Linked DNA regions of Anas platyrhynchos: region 1 is linked to region 2. The links are chromatin contacts, called in public Hi-C maps. All regions are on one chromosome and are shown on one strand. Each heading gives the region's core, a stretch centred on a gene start, on an enhancer-like site or on the middle of the called end of the contact. The rest is flanking DNA. Distances are from core to core; before and after follow the strand shown.

Region 1 (2,700 bases), core at 52-2,551, 46 kb before region 2:
TGAGATGGAGCTTTGGGGCCATGGTGCCGGTAATATTGCTGAACCACGCCACCAAAGTGTCATGTGAAATGATAAAGATTGCAGTTTGTGTTTCCAAAAACCTGGTGGTGTATGTAAAGTGTGATTTTTGGTGCGGGTGGCTGTTTAACTCAGTGTGATGTCCAGTTAACTGGAAAACAGCAATCAGGTTAACATCCAGACATGGAGGAAAGCTGCAATAAGATGATGTATCCTGCTTTTTGCTCTCTCTCAACAACCTGAGTTACCACTGATTTTTTTTTTCTCTCTACCACTGAAGTCTATTTAGTATCTCACAATTTTGAAGGTGTCCCGATCGAGGCCGTCTGCGTAGCTGACGAGCGGGGTCCTGCATGGCGCAGCGTGCGAGCTGCCTGTCCTGGGGGCTGCCTCGCCCCTGCTGCCAGCCGCATCCCCCTCGGTGGCCTGCAAAGTGCCAAAGCTGCAGGTTAGTCGCCTGTTGGTGCCAATCCTGCGTCCTCTACTACAAACATTGCTGAGGGCAAACCCTATCATAAGGCTCAGAAGCATTTCTCTTCCTGCCAAAAGCGTTTCAGCTTGAGTTTTCAGAGGTGCTTAATGAAGCTAGGTACTCAATTATAATTAGAAGTCCATAAGAATTGGCCACCTACTGTAAGTCCCTTTTGGAAACCCTACCTCTAATAAATTACAAGGTAAACAATGGTCACTCGTTCCTAATAGCATCCATCAAACAAGGGCTGGCATCCGCTTGCTAAGTGGAAATCGCAGCTACAGTGGGCTCAGTGTAACGCGGCGCTGCTCCACGCACAGCTTCTATGGACAGCTGCACAGCTGGCTGGAAAGCAAAGCAAAATCCTCAGCCACTGGGTTTGCATGTCCCAGGTCCAGGGGGAGTTATCTCTCGCACAGGGTGTAGGTTTTCCCTGCAGCAATGTTTCCGTAGGTAACTTCTCCACTCATTTTTTTGGAAAGCAATGATTGTACGACCAACTTAAACACAAGCTTATGGTGCCTCTTAAAGCATGTAGGAAGAGCAGTTCTTCCATTTTGTGTGTGCTCTGCTCCCTGGGAAGATCCCTTCTGGTTTAGGACTGGATTTACGAAGAGGTTTTAGAAGTGATGCTGAGGCCGGGCTCTGCTCTCGCCGTGCCCCTGCCCCTGCTCACCTTGGCTTGCCCAGCCGGGTTGTCCTCAGCCGCCCCCGTTCTGCTGCCCGTATTCTCCATGGGACACAGACCCCTCGCCTCCTGCTCGCACCAGGTGGGAAGGGGAAGTTGCCACGGGAGCTGTGTTTGAACCAAAGCGCACTGGGGTAACCGGGGGCCCGGATACGGGTTCCGAGTTCCACCAGCCATGGGAACAGCTGGGGCGCTGCCCGGAACGGCACTGTCACAATGGGACAGTCCTGCAGGGCACGGTCACCTCTCCCAATCAGCTCTGCCATTGAATTGTGGTTCTAAGGAAATGGGCTGAAACCCCTGGGTTTTCCCCCAGGTGCTGTGCATGGAGCTTCTTAGAGCAGAGACCACAACTCCCACTGTAGTGTAAGGGAAATCTGTGGGCATCTCCCTAACAGGTGGTGGTGGAAGCCACCCACAGCGAGATGCAGCTCTCCTGGGTAGCATCTCTTGAAACTCTGTTTTAAAACACGAATAAATTGCTCTTCCCAGGAAGAAGACTGGAAAGGCTTGAAGTTGAGTGGAATCTGTTTTGGAAACTTACTTCAAGGCAAAATGCTTTCACAAATGAAAATGTGTCAGGCTGCTGTCATGCCCTGACCAGTTGGACAAGTGCAATTGTTTTGTCCCTTGGACAATTAGTGTAATTGCTGCAGCTGTGATTCAGCTGGGCTCCTGTGCCACGTCGCTTCTGGCACCAGGAGTCATCCTGAGGGCCATATGGGGTCTCTCTCCCTGAGGACCCCTGGGCACGGCATGAAGAGGCCCAGGCTCTGCTCAGAGCAGCAGGATGGATGCTTCTGGTGGAGCAACCACCGTGTCCTGATGAGGGGTCTTGAAGCTGGATAGGTTCTTGTTTTCAGTCCTTTACCTGTGATTGAATTCAGTAATGACAAAAATCCGCTAAGACAAGCCTCGTAAGATGTTGGTGGTGTTTCTCCCTCTGTTTGCTTTCCACCACCCCCACATCTGAAGTTTCACTGTCAGCTCACTGACATGGGAGCCTCACACGGGTTGGCGCTGAGCAGGCCAAGGACAATCACCTCCTAGCACGTTGCAGCTAGGTTTGCTTTGACCCTCTGAGGTATGTTATGACTTATTTAGTCTATACTAAGATTTTAAGGTATGTTATGTGTTACTTAACATGAGGCAAGGTCACTGCATAGCAGAGCGGAGGAGTCACGATAGCGTTGATCAGCGTTACCTATGTGAGCTTCGGGGTTTTGCAAGGACTGCGTTGGAGGTGTTGTTGGCGAAGGGGATGTTGAAAGTGCACTTGGCTCCTCAGCACCTGTTGCCAGTGCTTCTCTTTTGCCTGCAATCATGACACCAGTCCCCAGTGTGGCAGGCAGCTCCTCTTCTTTTCACCTCCAGAGTTTACACCAGGAAGCTGACAGCCTGTGTCCTCAGCTCTCAAGTCAGGGTGCTGAAGGGCAACGTGGTCACAGCAAACAGGAGCACCAAGAGCAGTAAAGCTGCATCAGCGCAGGCTTTAACACATGGTAGCAGGTAGATTAAAGGC
Region 2 (2,700 bases), core at 98-2,597:
CCATTACAACTGGAATACGAAGCAAATGATTTAGCAGCAATGGTGATTAACCATTTTCTTCAATTGGCATTTGCAGATAGTCCACGCCCCGGTGCAAATTGTTGGATGCTGTAGAGGTGTAATTCAGTGAAGCTTAATGGTCTGTGATATTAGGGAAGTTTAACTAGTCAATGGCTTGAAACCTCTTCCAGTTTCCAGACCTCTGTTTATTTACCATGGAGATTAGGGCCTCCATATAATGAGTTAGTTTGTCTACTGATAATAGGTTTGCCTTTATTGTAGTTAGTTTTCTAGGCAGTGAAGAAATGTCTGCTGATCCCTATGGCTTCATACCCACAGCTTGAAAACCGTTCAGCTAAATGGTTTAAACAGCCTCTTCAGCAGTTAAACTCTGTGAATCCATAGCTTTTACATATTCCTGAAGAGGCAGTTCCATGAGACATCCAGCAAGAGAAACCTGAGTTAGGAGATGCTGTGAATGTCATGTTTACCTGCATGCTGCAAGGTGTTCTTTGGTCACCAGCAGCATAATTTTTTATGCTGCCGCAGTGATTTCTCATACTGTTAGTTATTCACAAATCTAATTATGCTAGGTGTTTGTGTGCTTGCACAGATGTAACATAATGCTTATGATTTTATAGCACCTGTTAGTCAGCACGAAAGAGCTTTTATCTGTCATAACAACTTCAAATTCATAAAAATAACCCCTGTTGTTCTGAGTTGTAAGAAACCATTTTTCTTCTAATCCCCATAACCTGAGGTTCAGAGTAAATGCCTTTCCAAAGGCCACGTTGAGTAGGAGGTTGAAATGCAGAGAGCTGAGGAGTCTAATTTCCCTCCTTGTGCTGTATTTCAGAATGAAATAGAAAAACAGGCATGGCTCCAAAAAATTATTTCAGTACTTGTTTTTCTAGGAGATTGTCCTAATTCTTGTTCTTGCAGCTAGATGGTTCCTGTTTACGGATACCGAGAAAGGAGAGAAAACCAGTCACGTTTTCTTATTTTCTAATAGGGTGAAAAGGTAAACTATGAGAAGTTCAGGGTTTGGCTATTGCACAACAAAGATGCTTTCACATTTTCCCGTTGGCTGCTGTCTGGAGGTGTGTATGTGACACTCACTGATGATAGTGATACTCCTACCTTCTATCAAACACTGGCTGGAGTCACACACTGTAAGTAAAAGATGCTTCTTATTATGTGCGTTTCATAAAACTATTTCAGAGTTCACAAACTTAAACTGTTGCCTTGCTGCAGTTGTTCATTAAATCTTACTGCTCTGATTAGATGCATGCAGTTCTGTTCAGCGAGATACATTTCTTCTCCATGCTAATTTGTTCTCTGCTTTTTGTGCTGTGACAAGTAAAACATTGTTATGTACAAGGACACAGTGGGGCATTATTTTGAGAGAACAGCATTGAGATTACAGCATTTCTTATAGTAGATGTTGACTACCAGGCAAATTAAAAAAATAAAAAAAAGCAAAATGTCTTCTCTGACAAATATGTTAATCTAAAGAGACTTGATGGTAATACAGGTTTTGTATTTGCTTTTTCTGGTGTAGTGGATCATAAAACTATTGAGATGGTTTTGATAACAATGCTTGTTTCAAAACTAAGTATTACATCTTAGGTTGTTTTCTACAGTCAAATAAGTAATATTCTTGGCATGTGATGTAGTCAGGGAACTAAATTAACTAAAGAGAAGCCTCCTCAGGATTTGCATGTAGGAACGATCTCCAAAGAACAAATGCTTCCTTATGTCTATATTATTGCAAAAGGAGGAGCAGCTGTTTTGTAGATTAAATGTAAAAACAAAGAGCTGACAAATTATACTTGATGTGCAAGTGTAATGTGAGCATACATTACAGGAAAGCATCTGAGGGACTCGGTGTCCCTTAGGAGAAGGGTCTTTGCTGTTGAGATGTCAGTGATTCGAACAATCTGCGTGTACTTTATGCACTCAGATTTTTCTGTTGATGTGAGCATGGCATTTTCTCCCTTCAATAGGTGGATTACTTTAAAATTATGTATAATTTTTATAGTTTTTTTCTTCTGTTTTTAAATACGGATTGAAATTCTGTTTAGAACATCTGAAATGAAAATGCATGATTAAATTAGAAGTTTATAGGCTAGTAATTTATGAGGGTTACAGGAGAGATTGCAGTAGACATGGAGGTTTCAGAAAACCATGCCAAGGTCTAATAGACAGGGATAGAGAAAGATGTTTGCTTAAAGGAGAAAGAAGGAAAGAAAGAAGGAAAGAAAGAAGGAAAGAAAGAAGGAAAGAAAGAAGGAAAGAAAGAAGGAAAGAAAGAAAGAAAGAAAACACATTCTTGAATTCTACAGATTTCAGCCCTCAGAAAAATCTCTCAATCTGTATCAAACTGAGACTCACCACACTTCCAGCCTTGTCAAGTCTGCCTTACCTTAGGTATTCAAAGAAAGCTTTACCCCGTGCCTCTGAATGTTACCTAGGAGCTTGCTTAGATTTTTTTCACATGAAATTGAATGTTTTTCTGTACAATTTTTACTAAGCTTTTCACAGAAAGTTTATTTATACTGAAACTGAGGTTTGTAGTAAAAATAAATAAATAAATCTGATTCTTAGAAAATAATTGTTTGGGTGGCTCCATGTTACATTTTGTTTCTGCTGTTGTAATTTTGATTTTTTTTCTTTTAATTTCATAGACAGTATTGTCAC

Evidence for each region. Hi-C and Micro-C count contacts between places; a contact is called where the count stands out from the background.
Region 1: a contact with region 2 is called in a Hi-C map of skeletal muscle, with 5 times the contacts expected there. The contact joins the promoter of CHCT1 here to the enhancer-like site in region 2. A contact is called at or near these places in 4 of 8 Hi-C or Micro-C datasets (liver, skeletal muscle and subcutaneous adipose tissue).

What each region holds. Positions count from the first base shown.
Region 1 is chr20:2,386,614-2,389,313 of IASCAAS_PekinDuck_T2T, reverse strand. It overlaps CHCT1 (CHD1 helical C-terminal domain containing 1), which reads right to left and starts at 1,301. Exons shown (of 6, transcript XM_013094612.4): 1 at 1,167-1,301; 2 at 316-444. The coding sequence starts at 1,226.
Region 2 is chr20:2,340,253-2,342,952 of IASCAAS_PekinDuck_T2T, reverse strand. It overlaps USP32 (ubiquitin specific peptidase 32), which reads left to right. Exons shown (of 34, transcript XM_038165660.2): 5 at 1,013-1,172. Among named protein-coding and RNA genes, the nearest start is that of USP32, 32 kb to the left of the region's middle. Within about 2 kb of position 1,347, at least 1 of the 8 cell types and tissues checked has an H3K27ac peak or open chromatin away from gene starts, as enhancers often do.